Linked DNA regions of Mus musculus: regions 2, 3 and 4 are each linked to region 1. A link is a contact called in public Hi-C, HiChIP or PLAC-seq and promoter capture Hi-C data. All regions are on one chromosome and are shown on one strand. Each heading gives the region's core, a stretch centred on a gene start, on an enhancer-like site or on the middle of the called end of the contact. The rest is flanking DNA. Distances are from core to core; before and after follow the strand shown. Region 1 holds the start of Mast2 (microtubule associated serine/threonine kinase 2). Region 2 holds the start of Akr1a1 (aldo-keto reductase family 1, member A1 (aldehyde reductase)). Region 3 overlaps Pik3r3 (phosphoinositide-3-kinase regulatory subunit 3). Region 4 holds the start of Nasp (nuclear autoantigenic sperm protein (histone-binding)).

Region 1 (4,146 bases), core at 413-2,912:
GCAGAGATAACTATAAATAGTGGCAATAGTGGCAACAGCATGGGCTAATAGAAAAAAAGAGGCAGGCAGAGAATGGATTTTGGATGGTGGCCTTGCCTTAGAAAGTGTACACTTGACTGGGCGGTGGTGGTGCACACTTTTAATCCCAGCACTTGGGAGGCAGAGGCAGGTGGATTTCAGAGTTCAAGGCCAGCCTGGTCTACAGAGTGAGTTCCAGGACTACAGAGAGAAACCCTGTCACCAAAAACAAAAACAAAAACAAACAAAAAACAAAGAAAAAGAAGAAAGTGTATACTTCATCTTGAGCTTTATTTTACTAGTCTAAGCAAAGACAGTATTACAGAGATTTTTATGAGAGTCTTTGGGAAGATGGATCCTAAGAGAATAAGACTTGATGCAGGGGAACTAGTTGGGAGAATTTCCCACTTAAACAGGTGAGGGAAGGCGGAGCTGGGTAAGTTAGTACAAATGGGATGAAAGGAGAAGGCAGATTGGAAAGATATCGAGTTTACAGACCAACAGGCCTTGTTCATTATTAGATATGAGAGATGAGAAGAAGGAAGGAACCAAGGATGGCTTTCTGTTTCTACCGAGTCAACTGGATGCATGGGGAGGACCTGGGACAGGGAACGTAGAAGATAGCTTCATGGGTTGTCCCACACACTGCTTATGTGTGTGTGTTCTGGTACCTCACAGGCCTTCGTTTGAGTTCTCTTTGCACTATAACTCACCCCGTTCCCTCCACTGTACAATGAACACTGCAATGACCTCATTATGTGTATGTGAATTGAATGCAGTGTCTGAAATCAGTAGGCTCCATCGTATTAGTCATTATTACTGCTCAGAAAGGGTTCAGGGAGGAGGCTAAAGATACATGAATGAAACAGGCAGGAAAAGCTTCTGGGAATGAACTCTGGTTAGGTCAAAAGAGGAAAAACAGCGTTGTGGCAGACTAGCTGAAGCCAGAAGGAGGCCAGGCATGGCTGAGCTGTCTGCCACGTGTTGTTAAAGCAGATGAGTCATTGGAAGGGGCAGGTCAGGCTGCCCAGGCCGCAGCAGGCTGGACCGTGTCTACAGGATGACTTCATTGTCAGTGGGAAGCCCAGATCTTCCAAAGCCTTTTTAGTCTCGCACCCCTAAGGAATACATCACTTCTTTTACAGGACTTTACACACTGTCACACTGTGTGGAACTGTCAAAGGCAGTGTAAACAAGACAGAGCGACAAGAATGGGAACCCTCAACTAATGGGAGGGTTTATTGGGACATATTGATATGTCTGTGACTGGGCTCGTTTCCCTACATCTCAGTCTCCTTATTTCTAACATGAGGATGAGCTAACTAGTCTCTGAAGCGTAGGGGAGAACTAGGTGAGCATCTGCTGGTAAATAGAGTGTTGGTGTCCCCCCTCCCGTTGGAAGTCTTTTCCCAGTCTGGACAGCGTTCAGTCCGGCAGGCAGTGTGTACCAAAGGGATGAATGGAAGAATCAAAGGGCGTCCTGCAGCCGACGCGGGCGCGCCGGGAGCCCCGCCCCCTTCCGCTTCAGAGCGCGCGGCGCGGCCGCGGGCGGGTCTTCGCGACCGTTCGCCAGCGCGTGCACGGCTGGCCGCGCTCTGTGGGCGGCAGGCGGGCTTGCCGTGCACGCGCGCGAGGGGCGGGCCGGGCGGGCTGGCGGGCCGGCGGCTGGCGGCGGAGCCCGCGGCGGCGGCGGGTGGCCGGCCGAGCGTGTGCCGGGCGGCGGAGGGCGCGGCGGCGGCGGCTATGCTGCCTCCGTGAGGCGCGCCGGGAAGGTCTCGGCGCCTCAGCCCACAGGAAGCGCGGGGAAACCGCGGGCCGGGTGCGGGTGGCTTCAAGTGCCCGCCGGGCCATGTTGGCCGCGGACCGGGTTTGCCGCGGCAGCGCTGCGGCCCGGGGCCGAGCCAGGCCGGCGCAGTCGCGGTGCTAACGCCCGCGGGGCCCAGACGCGGAGATGAAGCGGAGCCGCTGCCGCGAGCGGCCGCAGCCGCCACCCGCCCGCCGGGAGGATGCGGCTCCGCGGACGGCCGAGTTGCCCCAGCCGCAGTCTTTGCCCCCGCGCCGGCGAGCGCCGCCCGGGAGGCAGCTACTGGAGGAGCGGAGCGGGCCTTTGGGGCACGACAGCAGGGAGCAGGTAAGGTGGGCTGGGGTCCGCCAGCGAGGGTGGGCGCCGTGGGGGAGGGGTCCTCGCGGGAGGATCGGGCTGCGGTGGTGAGGGTGGGGACTACTGAGTCGGTTAGGAGGAGTGGGAGGTCTGACGAGGCTGAGGAAAGGGGAGTGGAGAAATGAAGGTGGGGGCCTGGGGTTGCAGTTGGACGTGGGGTAGGGCGGGTCTGAGGAATGAATAAAATGGTCTTGGGGGGTAGCCTGGGGCTCTGGATGGAGAGAATGGGTGCTGGAATGTGGGCAGGGTGAATGAGCAGCAAAGAGTAGGTTTACTAAATGGAGTTATCTAGAGGCGTGAATAGTTTTAAGGGAGAAATGCCAGTTTGATAGTGTTGACTGGTCTTAGAGTTTATCCCCACAGTTATAAAAACGGGGCATTTGCAAGCATTCTCATTTGGTGGCCATTATACTTTTATAAGCAAGTATTCAGAATCGTTAACGTTCTCCTCAGTAACTATCTACCACTTTAAAACCACTATAAAAAGTGCCTGAATGTGTCCAGTCTCAAGGCCGGTGCTGTGGACAGAGAATCTGTAGATGAAGGCTCTGCTTTCTAGTTTACCCTTAATGGGAAAAGAGATAAAATGTAAAAGTACTCATGGGATTCTCGAATGTACAGGATGTGTAATTTAGTAGACAATAGTAGGTGTATTTATGAGTAGGGAATAAAGGTCGCCAATATTAGGATAAACTTGCTACTCACAGCTGAAGGAAGTTCAGTGAAACGATATTGACAGGGACTTTGTAAGATACGTAATCTCGTTGGATTTTTAGAAAGAATGTTCTGTAGTAATGAACTCCCCTGACAGCATTGCTTTTGTACAGCTTTGCTTCAGACCCCAGTTGAGACCCCATCTTTGAGGCTTTGAAGTTCCAGGTCTCCTATCTTGCTCCTCATATAAAGTAAATGTTCCTATGCATCATTGCTTTGAATTACACTCTGTTAGCCTATGGTTTTAAAATTTTCCGCTTTTTGTCTCCCCACTTGATTCTTTTGGTCTTTGTCATGGCTTCTAGACTGCTGACTGTGTAATCCCCCTCTAGTACCCGTTCAAAACTTTTGAAATATATTTCCTCTACTGACTTAGTTTACCTGGTGCGGTTGACCTTAATGCATGCTTCAGTAAAGTGCTTAAGGCTGTTTGATTCCGCCCCGCCCTTATTTTCTTTTTAAGTTTTTTTATGATTTACTTTTAGTTTTTATGTGCACTGGTGTTTTTCCTTCAAGTATCTCTGTGTGAGCGTGTCAGATTACCTGGTAATGAGCTATATACAGTTGGAGCTCTCACATGGGTGGTGGGGAATTGAACCTGGGTCCTCTGGAAGAGCAGCCAGAGGCTGAAACTCTCCAGCTCCGATTCCCCTCTTTTCAAAAAAGATCTTTTTATTTTCACTTTTTTGCAGCTATGAGTGTTTGCCTGCATGTATGTTAGTGCTTCATATAGTTTGGAAACCAGAAGAGGGAGTCATATCTCTTGGAACTAGAGTTGCAGACAGTTGTGAGCTGCTGGTGGCTGCTGCGAACTAAACCCAGGTCTTTTGCAAAGCAGCAAGTATTCATAATTGTTGAGTCATTTCTCCAGCCAGCTCCCCTCTTTTTTAGAGATAATTTCTATATTCACACATCCTTAACAGTCACAGAGGAAGAACCGGCTATCCTTTTCTCTGAGGCTACATCGTTGGTACACACACCCTTTGTCTGTTAAAAGTCTTACTTATATTGTTCTTTGCCCTATAGCTTAAATAAAAAGTATAATTTTCTTGAAACGTGTAATTTCCTCTCTCCTAATATGCTTTATCTTGTTGCCTTTAACCAACAACATTTTGGGGGGGGCGGTGCGAGTTTCGAGACAGGGTTTCTCTGTATAGCCCTGGCTGTTCTGGAACTCACTCTGTAGGCCAGGCTGACTTCAAACTTAGAAATCTACCTGTCTCTGTCTCCCAAGTGCTGGGATTAAAGGCGTG
Region 2 (4,146 bases), core at 615-3,114, 190 kb before region 1:
CTTATAGAAATACCTCTGCTGCAGCTTCTATTCTTTTGCCCCCGCTGTATGTAGCACAGTTCCTTCTCATAACCAGGAATATGCTTGGCAAGGCCAGTGATGGCCGGAAGCCAGGGCCTTGGGGGAGCTACTGCTTCAGATCCTGAGAACCCAAATCTTCCCACCAAATGGGACTTTAGTTATCAGTCCAAAGGCTGCGGAGAGCTTAGCGTGTAATGTTTTTGAGATACCCTGTGTTCCCCTTAATCAACATTGTTTTATTAGCGTTCCCCTGATTTAGTTCCATTGTATGACACTTGCTGCTGTGTTCAATTTCTCCCCTGGAAATAATATATAAGATGCTGTGCTTCTTAACAGACATGGTTTGTGAAAGACCTCCCCATCTGAAACTTTACCTTTCTGCTTATCTTCTGATCTCCCGGTCCTCTCTCTCAGGACCCTGTCACTGAAGAATGACCTGCAGGTCTAGGTCATTTCTCACCTCCTTAAGCTCCTGCCTGCATGTGGTAAACAGACATATACTCGGGCACACACACATACAAGTAAAAATAAATTTTTGTTTTTGTTTTTTTGAGACAGGGTTGCACTCTGTAGAACAGGCTGGCCTTGAATTTGGAGATCTGCTTGCCTCTTCTCCTGATTGCTAGGATTAATGGCATGTATCACCACCACCTGGTAATAAAATAATTTTTTAAAAAGAAAAGAAAAAGAGCTGAGTGCACGTCTTTAATTTTAGCATTTGGGAGTCAGAGCCAGACAGATTACTATGATTTGGAGGCCAACCTGGTCTACAATAGTGAGTTCCAGGACAGTCAGAGTAGTGAGACTGATGAAGGCTGGTCCCCATGTTGAAGCCCGTTCCCTAGCTTAAAGTCACCTCGAGCTTGGCTGTAATTCTTTTGTTTCATTTCTGTTGGCCACTCCATATTGTTGACACAAAACATATTGCACTTTGATTGTAAACACACACACACACATACACACACACACACAATTTGACTCAGAGATCAAATTGACCATATATTCTGAGGATGACGATGATTATGATTGGAAATTTCCCAAATGCAGCCTTCACTCAGCCAAGCAAGATATAACAGGGCAGCTTGAACTGTTAAGTTCAAACTACTAAAAAAACTTGGAGAGGGGCCGACCGCTCTATAGCCCTCCTTCACCCACTTAGGAGCCCATTGTGTTTTTTCCCTTTATAAGCTATCCCTGGGAAACACACACACCCCACCTTTATGTGGGTGCTCATGGAAGTCAGAAGAGAGTATTAAATCCCCTGGAGCTGGGGTTACAGGTGGTTGAGAACCTCCTGACATGAATGCTGGTACTGAACTTGGGTTCTCTGAAAAAGCGGCACCCCTTCTCTCCATCTTCAAATGTTTTCCTTTTAGATAGGGGATCATAAATCTCAGGCTGGCCTCAAAGTCAATGTATAGGAGGCAAGAAAAACTGAATCTTCTGATTCTCCTTGCTTCCACCTCCCAAGTGCTGGGATAACGACTCAATTTTATGCCGTGCTGGGATTTTGAACCCAGAACTTTATGTTAAGCAAGCACTGTATTAATTTAGCTATACGGCCCCAGCTCATATTTATGAAGTCTTTTGCACAGGGCTAAAGTGCAAGGTACTGAGTGAAAGATCAGTAACTTTCTAAAATGGGGTTTGCAGAGGCAAGATTTTCTGTATTTTTTGGTCAAACTTTGTATCAGGCCCGCTCGGGGATTCCGACAAATTCACTTTAGAGAAAGAAAGACAGGCGGCCAGAAGGACCCCCTAGGTATCATAGAGGATCTCTTCAGAAAGTATAAGAATCTATGCCTAGAGAGGTGCCTGCGCGGTGCACTGTGGGCCGGTTGTGGGCGCGGCCAGCCACCCAAGACTGTCCACGTAGCTTGTGCGCATGCACAGTTTCGGGACCCCGGCCCTTCCAGACGTTCGTGGTGGAGTGAGAGGTTCCCAGGGGAGGAATGTGCAAAGTCCCAGCTTTGGCTTCTACTCCCTCTTCTACTTCGCAGGACAGTGGGGGTCTCCTCCGTCCTGCGCGTAGTTCTGGGAGCCGGGCCCTCGCTCCTCCCTGGGGTGGGGCTGCCGCTTCTCCGCCGGACTTAAGTCGGGCCCTGTTGCCTCAGTACTGGAGTGCAGAGCTGAATTCGGGCCACTTTGTCTTTTCCACAGCCTGTGCTCACTGCCAAGGTGAGTTCTTCCTGCTGCTGACTCGTCTTTTTCTCCTGAGTTAAAGGCGAGGGTCCTTCAGTACCACAGGTCAGGGCCAGGATTGAGCGAATGGCGCCAGCACGTCGAGGGATGCGATTTAGTTTCGCGTTTGAGCACTTCCTCCTATTCTGTTCTCAGATAACGTGTTTCTGGACCTCGGTTTCCTCAGAGTTGGAATGAGCAAGGAAATCATTAGTGCTGTAGGGAGGACTGGGATAAACCTTTGAATGTGTCTGGTGCATATCTCGTGCTTTTGCCATCTCTTTGTTTGGTCATCTGCTCGAAATTTCTAGGCGCTCTGCCTTTCCTAATGGCGGTACAGGGATATTCCTAGGAAGTGGCGGAAGTGGGGAGAGATTAGCTTGCTCAAGCCTCTGCCTTAGGTTTGAGAAAATTTGAACATCTCCTGTCGCTACGGAGCCTTTTAAAGTGAAAATACTTGAATCTTCACATTACCGAGCCTACCATTAATGGACTCTACTGTTTAGACTTTTCGTAGGACCGCAGGACCTGCTCAGCTTCTGATCAGGCCTGTTAACTTTTCCCAGGTTGCACTTCAGCAGCGATACAGGTTTAATTCCAGTATGAATCTTTCCTGCCCGGCAGAATTGGTTATTATTTATAGGTAGTTTTGGAGACAGAGTCTCTTTGAAGAATTTTTGCTAAAAATTAATGTTTTGTCTGCTATGTAAGTATGTGTACCTTGTGGGTGCCTGGTGCCCATGGAGGTCATAAGAAAGGGACATATTCCCTGGAACTAGAGTCAAACTCCGCCCCGGACAAGCCCTTTACCAACTGAACTACACCTCCAACCCAGATTTTTTTTTTTTTAGTACTTGCTCAAAGTTAGTAAAATACTAACAGGTGTAGGTCAGAGGTAGAATTGGCGTGTGTAAGGCCTTGGGATTGTCCCCCAGCCCCTTGACACACATAGATACATGACTTTTCTTTGGTTTTCCAAGATGGATTGAAGATACCGAAGTCAGTGACTTCCTCAGGTGCTTCTCCAGCAAGCTAAGCTGTCCAGCTAGCATGGCATGGTATCTCCTGCCTATAAAGCCAATTTGGAAGGGAGACGCAGGGGGATCATGAGTTCAATTCCATTCTTGGCTACAGACAGTTCAAGACCATCCTGGGCTACATGAGACCATATCTGGGGAAAAAACCCAAACCAAATCCAAAAGAAAAGCCCCAGTATTCAAGGTCTCCCCTCAATTAACTTCTGTGTGCGCATGGTAAAGGGTTCAGATAAATGACCCTGGCTTGTGGGGGAAACCCTTTTGTTGTTGTTGTTTTTGTTTTGTTGTTTTTGTTTTGTTTTTTCGAGACAGGGTTTCTCTGTGTAGCCCTGGCTGTCCTGAAACTCACTTTGTAGACCAGGCTGGCCTCGAACTCAGAAATCTGCCTGCCTCTGCCTCCCAAGTGCTGGGATTAAAGGCATGCACCACCACCGCCCGGCTGGGGGAAACCTCCTTATGAACAAAGAGATGCAGTGAGATATACAGTGTATATCAGTACACACACACACACACACACACACAGTCATGTGAGAAAGTGATTAGAAGTTTCAGGGAGGAACCAGAATTTCCATGTACTAGCTCAATGGTAAGTAACAATTAGCTAGGCAAGTGTGAAGTTTGGGGAAAGAAAATGTGCCGATACCTGGAATCAGGTGGAGCTTGCTTCTCAATCTGAAATGATGAGACAGCGAAATGAGAAATGTGGGACCTAGGTTTTAAAGAGTCTGGACTTTAACCTGGAGAGAATTACTGAACAGTTTAAGCCAAGGAATCACATGATTGGATTTGGTGGATGTATTTTGATTAAGTCCAAATTAAAAATATTTCCTGGTTTAGTCAAGGGATGGTAGAGGTTGCAGCTAGGGCAGGAACAGTGGAGGTTTATGTATATTACTGGAAAAGATTT
Region 3 (4,146 bases), core at 866-3,365, 160 kb after region 1:
TAAACTATAAAACTAAGTCCATTTCTCCTAGTCGCAGAGTAGAAAAACACTTCTGAGTATGAGAACCAATAAAATGCATTTACTTGAATGGGTGTTAAAGGGAGGAAATGGCTTTCATTTAATTTTGGATTTGTGTCCTTTGGGAGGTAGAAAGGTTTTTGTTTGTTTGTTTGTTTGTTTTTGTTTTTTGAGTTTTAATTTCCTCTTATAGGAAGGAGAACCTCTCTTGGCCCCAGTATGGACTTCAAGCATGCAGAACTTCTTACCTTACTCCCTAACCTGCTTTAGCCCACTGCCCTCCATGCCAAGAAAACCAAAAAATGCTTCACTGCAATGTCTTTATTGCATCTGGAGCAAGTCTGCCAACCATTCCAAGTCTTGGAGAAGGTTAAAAAAAGGAAAAAGCCCCAACAATGTTCTCACCTTACCTTCCCCCCACCCCTTCCCCACAACCGCACAGCAATGTCTGAACACATTTGGTGACAAGAACAATTTGCAAAAGTGGTCTAGAAATTACATTATGAATTGTTCCAACACAAGACACAGTTGGCTTCCTTCTGAGTCAGTTATTTTTACATAAACTACATGAAATTTTTTTATTACATCAAAGACAACAGAATAGATTCTTCACAAGAAACAACAAAGTACCAAAGTTACATGCGAGGATTTGTAAGGAAACAAGGGTGGTTGTCACAAATGGCTAGAGCTAAGTCAAGAATGAGCAGTTGGCAGCAAAGGACCAAGAATGGACCTCTGGTGTATGATGTCATGGAAACCTCAAGAAGATCTAACTGGCAGTAGAGATCATCCTAGAAATCAGAAATTGTTCAAGTACATTTTTTCTTTAAAGTTCTGGAGAATGGGTGAAGCTGGTACCTTGCAGAGAAGGGACACAAGGAAGATGCCACTCGGGCTTGAGTCTGAAGTAAATGTAGAAAGCTTGTGTCTTAGTAGTGTGGAGCTGTAGGATGTCTTCATCTATTGCTGGAGCAGTGACAAGAACATAAACAACCTACCTAAGCTGAACTATGCCAGGTGGAAACAGCTTTGTTTTGTTTTGTTTTTATTTTAAAAACTGTATCTAGCCAACCCAAAGCTGCTTTCCTGTTGGGGACTGGCTGATCTGGGGACTGGCTGATCTGCCTGCCCCTATGGTCCTAATCTGTCTCTAGCCTCTGCTTTAGTCAATGAGTCTACAGTTAAGATGCCAAAAGAGATAGTCCCAGGGCCTAGATCATGAGACAGAACTTTGAGCTAGCCTTGAGAAGAAGACCAACACCTGCTTCCAGACTCCCTCAGACAGCAGGGCCACTCTTAGGAGACTGCTCCTCATGCCATTTCCACAGCTCAGGATCAGATAAATCATGTAGTAACTTGGCAGAAAAATAAAAAGATAGCTTCCGATTTATTAAATGATCCCTGGTCTCAGCTCCCACAAAGTGGTTACTCAAAGGGAAAGAATATAGGACTGAAAACCTGTCTTTCTCCATTGTCCAGCCCAGGTGTAGATGCTGCTTTCTCCTGCATATCTTCCATGTCTGCCTACAAGGTAAAGACATTATTCAACACTAAAGCTGTATATTTTATCATTTTGACTTACTTGGAAGAGATTTCTTTAAAAAGGCGTTCAGGACATACTAAAATTTTAGTGCTGGATCAGAGGGATTCCTCACACCTAATCTTGAGCATATAACTGCTTCAGCAAGTTCAACATCAGTACAAAGTCACAGGTATTCCAATCAACAAATAGCCTGGCATTACTTGGTAAACTGAGCAAGATTTTAAGCTGGCAATTTTGAAAAAGGCCTTACAGAGTGGCTGAGGGTGGTCAATCTCCTCTCTTTCACACTGGAGCATGAACAAGAAAAAGCCATCAATGGCATGCCCTATCAACTGTGACAATTATTCAAAACTTTTGACCTATCTCTATACTGTGGTTTCTTCTAGACACTGTCACCAAAGGAAGTGCTCAGGGAAAGTCATATTCATCTTTATTTTGGCCCCCAAACTTCATCTTCCCTGATTGTAAGCCTGATGACCCAGGCACAGGCTGCTTGTCTAAACTGCCTGACTGCACATTACTGGGCTCAAGCAGCTGAGTCATACTGAGCCTGTTATGGCTCCAGAACTGACTCTGAAGCAGCTGAACTCTTAAATGAGTGTGAATCCATAAATAGATGGCTGCCCTCTCCTCTATCTAACTTCACTTAGCTGAAGGCTTAAACCACAGCCACGGAAGCATGAGAGCAGGCTGTGTGCACTGCCTTAACAGCAGGCTCACAAAAAGGGCAAGCAGGAAAGCCTGTGGATTATTTCCCCAGATAGTCTGAACTCCACGTCATCCCCTCTTCTGGCAAACGCTTCAACCACAGTATTGAATAACATGTCATGTGATGGACCCTTCACCATGGATACCAGGCCTCATGTGCCTGTGATTTACTGAGGTCTCTGACCACAAACTCGAGTCCTCCTTTAGCTACCTATGGCTCCCTAAACCCTATCCAAAAAAGGAAGGGGAGATGAAGGCAAATTAATCCTTGTATAGTTTTGGCAAGGCTTTTAAACTTGAGGAAGCACACAACAATGTTGTTCTCTATCATTATTTGGTATATCAAGCCATCTAAAAGCACTGGATTGCACTGTTTCTTTACTCATAAAACAACTTACAAGGGTTTCAAACATTTCTTTAAAGAAACACCACACAAGCACCAACTTCATTATGACTCAAAGCTTACTATTTCCACAAAATAATTCTATTCCTCATCTGAGAAACAAGGCCAGGGCAAAAGGAAATACACTGACCAATTTTAGTGTTTGTTGAAACTCACATTTCTAGTCTTTCAAGTTTTGGTACAGAAGTGTACATTCAGCTACTACTGTCCTCCCCTTAGACCTTGGTCTGGCGATGCTGCTTTGTTGGTTTTTGAACACAGTGCTTTAGAGGGAGGAGTTGGTGAAGATGCTGAAGCCTAGATTATGTTGATAAAATTGAAGTAACATCAACTGAAGGGGTCTTTTGCCTCCTTGGTTTAGATTCTGAAAATGTAATCCCATACCTCCCTATTTTCCTTTGGTTGTTTTTCCCTCCAAACCAAATCCCACTTTACCACAGAGCCAAAATCGGCTCTTTATTTGGGGGAAAGGGGAAGAGACTATCAAATCAAAACAACTCCCAGCAGAACTGTGACCTGCTGCATTCTTAGGGTTGAGGACAAAGGGATGTGGACTCTTCAGAAACTTCCAAATAAAACCCCCACCCCAACCCACAACAAGCCTTAGCTGTTCTTTTAAAGGTGCCTGACAACAAACCCAAACCCCATGAAACCAATATCTGCTTCCAGCTTAGTCCATCAGTGCAGCAGCACAGCCGAGGCCAGAGACCCTGGGCCCCTCATTTCTAAATCCAAGCTACTGCTTGGCCTCTCCATTTCACATTCACAGAATCACTTGTGCAAAACAAGCAGTCTACGTTGAAAGAATGCCCTCATCGTAGTCTAATAAAAACCATAGGAAAAAAACGGCTAGAGAGCGTGTCTCTTCCACTCTGCTTATCTGCAGAGCGTAGGCATCTGTGCATGGACAGGGTAGGCGAGCCTGACGTTGAGGGAGTCGTTGTGCTGAACCAGGGATGTCTGCTGGTAATGGAGCACCAGCTCCTTCAGTGAGCTGTACAGGTTGTAGGGTTCTGCAAAGCCATATCCTCGAGCCGTGCTGTAGATGACACAGTGCTTCACTTCCCCGTCTGCACTGAGAGACAACACAGGAAAATACTTAAGGCATGTCCAGGAAACAGAGGAAGTCCAGAGCAATTGTTATACATAGGATCCAGGCAGAAGCATCCTGTCAATCAAACACAACTGTGCCTCTTAAAGGCTTGACTTCAGGTATGTACAACCACCACCCATGTAGGCCTACTCTCTCAGCCCTCAATTCCTGTCACTCCACATACATGTCCATTTGTTAACTCCTCCTTTGTTGATTGTTGTAGCTTACAATCATGAGTGCTGATGTCAGGTGGCAGTGCTTTGGGTTGTTTTGGGTCCTGTGCATTTCAGAGGAATTTTAGAAACTTTTTTTTAATTTCTGCAAATATTCAGCTAGGGCTGTGGGCTGTTTTTTTTTTTTAAGATTTATTTATTTATTATA
Region 4 (4,146 bases), core at 533-3,032, 160 kb before region 1:
AAGGAAAATTAAAGATCTGGCAGTTAACTAAAACATGTAACACCAGTTGCTGGAAAGGTGGGTCATCAGTTAAGAACACTTGTAACTTCCGAAGGACTGGAGTTTGGTTCCTAGCACTTATATCTAAAGGTTCACAACTACCTGTAATCCCAGCTCTAGGGGAATCAATTTCTCTTACCTCTATTTCAACTCACAATCACAAATCTATATTTGTATACATAATTTAAAAGATCAAAGTTTGTGGGTTTTTTTTTGTTGTTGTTGTTTTGTTTTGTTTTTCTGAGACAGGGGTTTCTCTGTGTGGCCCTGGCTGTCCTGGAACTCACTCTGTAGACCAGGCTGGCTTCGAACTCCCAAGTGCTGGGACTAAAGGCATGTGCCACCACTGCCGGACAAAATTTTTTTTTTTTTTTGGAAACAAGATCTCACTATGAAGCCTTGGCTGTGTTGGAATTCCTTACATAGATTAGGTTGCCTCAACAGCTTCTGCCTTTGGAGTGCTGAAACAGGTGTGCTGTCTTAGAACTAGCTCTGTAAAACATTCTGGGTTCAAATCCAGGGAGACCAGTCTGCCTCCTGAGTGCTGAGATTAAAGGTGTGTGCTAGGACTGGAGAGATGGCTCACCGGTTAAAGAGCACTGGCTATTCTTGGAGAGGAACAAACTATCTGTAGTTCTTGTTCCAAGGGTTCAGACACCCTTACACAGACATACATGCAGACAAGATACCAATGTACATGAAATACAACTAAATAAATTATAAAGGTGTGTGCCATCATACCCAAGTTATTTTTTTTTTAAGATTTATTTATTTATTATATGTAAGTACACTGTAGCTGTCTTCAGACACTCCAGAAGAGGGCGTCAGATCTTGTTACAGATGGTTGTGAGCCACCATGTGGTTGCTGGGATTTGAACTTCAGACCTTTGGAAGAGCAGTCGGGTGCTCTTACCCACTGAGCCATCTCACCAGCCCCCCCCAAGTTATTTTTTAAAGGAACCCACTTATTTCTATTTATCCATTTTTAGTTCTTTTTTTTTTTTTTCATTTTGTGTGAATAAATGCTTTACCTACATCCATGTCTGTGCACCATATGCATGCCTGGAGCTTAACGAAGTGGTGAGGCGCCTTGTGGGTGCTGGGAATTGAAACAGGATCCTTTGCAAGAATAACAAGTGCTCCTAACCTCCTAGCGAATTTTCCAGCCACATTTACTTTTATTTAATGTGTATGAGTGTATCTGCATACATAAATGTGTACCATGTGTGTGCCTAGTGGCTCTGGTGGTCACAGGAAGGCATTGATTGAATGCCCTTGAACTGGAGTTACAAAAGGTTGTAAAAGAAGGCGTGTGTGGTGCTGCTCACCTGTAATCCCAGCCCTCGCAATCACAGGCAGGCAGATGTCTGTGGGTTAGAGATCAGTGGGTCTAAATAGCAAGTTTCAGGCTAGCCAGGGATAGACTGTAAGTCCCTACCTAATATATATGAAAGAAAAAAAAAGAGAGACAGCTAAAATATTTAAAGTGTTTTAAGTACAGGATTTAACTTAACAACTTGGACGTGGGTAAAGTAAGATGATGGCAGCAACGGATTGGATCAGTCAAAGGCGGTGGATCTAAACACCCGCATCCCTTTGCCCCTCTAAGAGTTTTGAATCAAGCGCGATAGTTTTATCTGTAGCCAATCCTAGAGCAGCATCTTGTTTCGTCAGTAGTTGCTGAGGCCCAGAGCCACGCGTCTGTCTGGTCAGTTCTAGCCGTTGCTGCTGTACTCGTGCTCAGCTCTTGCGTTTCCATCCGTTAAGACTGAGAGGACATAGGGAATACCTGTCACCTTCTCGGGTATCCCCGTCAGAAAGACACCTTCGGGACTACTTTTTCCACAGTCGCAGAGACTCACTGGCTCCACTTAATTGTGGAATCTCTAGGCTGGCTCCCATTCAGAAGTTGTAGTACTGAGATTTTGCTTCTATCACGACTAGCCACAGAAGCAGGAAATTGTTTGATTTTTGTTTTCTTTTTCCTTTCTATCTTACTTTCTTTTTCTTTTTTTCTTTTTTTAAGGAAAAACGGGCTAGGGCGGGAAGATACCCAAACGGGAAGGGATACAGGGCTGTGTCCTTGTGACAGAAAGGTGTTGAGTCCTAGTCCTTTAAATCCGAGGGGGGAGGATCCGGAAGTGGATGGGCGGGACAAGGGACCTGGTATATAAGAGGGCCTCAACCGCGCGGGGTCTCCAATCTGCCATTTTCTCTACCTGAGTGAGTCTCTGCTGTCCGGAATTCTCTGGTTTTCTTCGCAGGCAGTGTTCTGCCCACTGGCCCACCACCTCAGGGGAACGATGGCCACAGAGTCTACAGCCGCTGCTGCCATCGCCGCGGAGCTGGTTTCCGCTGACAAGTAAGCGGGACTGTGGCGAGCTTGAGGCCAGTCCTCAGGGAGAGTCCGGGGACTTGGCTTCCCGGGCGGGACGGGCTGGTGGGTGGGACAGCTGCCTTCCCCGGAACAACGGCGGCCGTGCGGAGAGGGTTGCTCTGTGGAGAAGCCCTACTTGCGAAGAGCTGGCGCGCCAGCGGTAACGGCGGGTGGCTGGCGCCCCCTGCCCGGCTTTTCACGGCCGCCATCTTGCCGGGGGCAGCGGTGGCTGGCTCCATCGCCGGCCCCTTTTTTCCACCCCTTGCCCGAGGTTGCCGGTAGGTAGGCGGGGCCCGGCTCCAGTCGGTCCTTGAGCCCCTCCTGATCGCGCACTCCTAGGGTGCGTCTCTGTAGAGAGTCTGTAGACGTACCGAGAAATTGGCCAACAGATTTGGCGCCAAAAAAAAAAAAAAAAAAAAAAAACCCACACGAGGATGGAGGCTTGGAACAGGGGACGCGGGTGGGTGGGGCCTCTCAGAGGGCGGGGCTTTGCACGCTGATCGTCGTAGTTTTGGCTCTTAGGAGTGGGCGGGGCCTGTAGGAGGCGGGAAAACTCCATTGTTTGGAGTGGATGCTGCTTTTGCCGGGTCGGTGGGGCGCAATGAATTTTATTATATACTCACTACCAGGTTTACAGTAATCTTGAGGGTGGCTACGGGACTGAAGCTTTGTAACTCTTAACCTTTGCGGAGAAGTGTCTTGATTCGTTAGGTTTTCGGTATGTGGGACGGGGATTTTGTTGCTTCAAGGGACACTTTACTTGCGTAGTGTCTTCGGTAAAGGCTGTATGTAGCTATCAGTCTAGTGTTTACTTGCTAGATGAGTTTGCTAAGCGAAAGGACCCCAAAGGAGGAATGCTTGATTTGAGAGCTTTAAAGTGCTAATCTAACTTGATCTCTCCCATATGCACAGAAGCATTCATCAGTTCGAGGAAAGAAGTTATTTTCCATACAGGTTCGATTTTCCAGTTTACCTTGCCTTTTTTAGGTCCTGGATTCTATTTTTTTCTGTCCCTTGAGCATTTTTTTTTTTTTTAACCAAGTTTTGCCTTGGGTAAAAGTAAAGGTGTCTGTGAGATATTTGATTGGTTTTTCTATAGGTTTATGTTTTAGATGACGTTTCACTCCGTACAGTTTACCCTATCACCTTTTGGTTCCTTTCCTAGTGGGTTCTTGAAAATCAGTGGGTCTCTAACCACTCAACCATTTGGGAAAGTGCAGTTTTACCCTCAGATTCCACTTTCCTAGGTCCTCTTCATTGATATTTTTAGGGCCAGAGTAGATTAAGTTTAGGAATTCGGTAGAAACTCCATTTCTGGTGCTTTCTGAACAGCTGCTTGTATTACGTTGGGGATCCCTTTCCTTCCAGTACTTTACAGTTTGGGAATGCCTAGCATCTCCTCAGATTTCCAAACTGTGTTTTTTGTTTTTCTGTGTAGTCCTGGCTGCCTTGGCCTCCCAAGTGCTGGGATTAAAGGAGTATACCACAACCTTCAGCCTTTTTTTGTTTTTGTTTTTGTTTTTTTTTAGAGACAGGGTTTCTCTGTGTAGCCCTGGCTGTCCTAGAACTCATTGTGTGGACCATGCTGGCCTCAAACTCAGAAATCCTCCTGCCTCTGCCTCCCAAGTGCTGGGATTAAAGGTGTGCCCCACCTCTGCCTGGCCAGCTGCTCTAAGATTTATTTATTTTATGTCTGAAAGTACATAAGCTATCTGTAAGCTATATGTACA

The links. Hi-C and Micro-C count contacts between places; a contact is called where the count stands out from the background. HiChIP or PLAC-seq counts read pairs in DNA pulled down with a chosen protein or histone mark. Capture Hi-C pulls out chosen DNA fragments and counts their contacts.
Region 2: a promoter capture Hi-C map of liver shows a contact between it and region 1. The contact joins the promoter of Akr1a1 here to the promoter of Mast2 in region 1. A contact is called at or near these places in 1 of 39 promoter capture datasets (pre-B cells), 2 of 484 Hi-C or Micro-C datasets (double positive thymocytes and embryonic stem cells), 1 of 115 datasets of contacts at active chromatin or transcription factors (pancreatic cancer cells) and 3 of 9 other capture datasets (adipose tissue, liver and pancreatic islet).
Region 3: a contact with region 1 is called in an H3K27ac HiChIP or PLAC-seq map of cardiomyocytes, with 2.6 times the contacts expected there. The contact joins the enhancer-like site here to the promoter of Mast2 in region 1. A contact is called at or near these places in 1 of 39 promoter capture datasets (embryonic stem cells), 1 of 484 Hi-C or Micro-C datasets (uterus), 2 of 115 datasets of contacts at active chromatin or transcription factors (cardiomyocytes and stem cell-derived neural progenitor cells) and 3 of 9 other capture datasets (adipose tissue, liver and pancreatic islet).
Region 4: a Hi-C map of uterus shows a contact between it and region 1, with 4 times the contacts expected there. The contact joins the promoter of Nasp here to the promoter of Mast2 in region 1. A contact is called at or near these places in 4 of 39 promoter capture datasets (the 3T3-L1 cell line, the C10 cell line, fetal liver and 1 more), 4 of 484 Hi-C or Micro-C datasets (embryonic stem cells, muscle stem cells, nephron progenitors and 1 more), 4 of 115 datasets of contacts at active chromatin or transcription factors (the SCID.adh cell line, effector CD8 T cells, intestinal villus epithelium and 1 more) and 3 of 9 other capture datasets (adipose tissue, liver and pancreatic islet).

The regions. Positions count from the first base shown.
Region 1 is chr4:116,461,739-116,465,884 of GRCm38.p6, reverse strand. It overlaps Mast2 (microtubule associated serine/threonine kinase 2), which reads left to right and starts at 1,662. Exons shown (of 30, transcript NM_001369061.1): 1 at 1,662-2,149. The coding sequence starts at 1,970.
Region 2 is chr4:116,649,392-116,653,537 of GRCm38.p6, reverse strand. It overlaps Akr1a1 (aldo-keto reductase family 1, member A1 (aldehyde reductase)), which reads left to right and starts at 1,864. Exons shown (of 9, transcript NM_021473.3): 1 at 1,864-2,199.
Region 3 is chr4:116,299,235-116,303,380 of GRCm38.p6, reverse strand. It overlaps Pik3r3 (phosphoinositide-3-kinase regulatory subunit 3), which reads right to left. Exons shown (of 10, transcript NM_181585.6): 10 at 325-3,747. The coding sequence ends at 3,549. Among named protein-coding and RNA genes, the nearest start is that of Pik3r3, 80 kb to the right of the region's middle. Within about 2 kb of position 2,115, at least 107 of the 459 cell types and tissues checked have an H3K27ac peak or open chromatin away from gene starts, as enhancers often do. A contact at or near this core is called in adipose tissue, cardiomyocytes, pancreatic islet and 1 more, where this site is marked.
Region 4 is chr4:116,625,587-116,629,732 of GRCm38.p6, reverse strand. It overlaps Nasp (nuclear autoantigenic sperm protein (histone-binding)), which reads left to right and starts at 1,782. Exons shown (of 16, transcript NM_016777.3): 1 at 1,782-1,843; 2 at 2,304-2,401. The coding sequence starts at 2,343.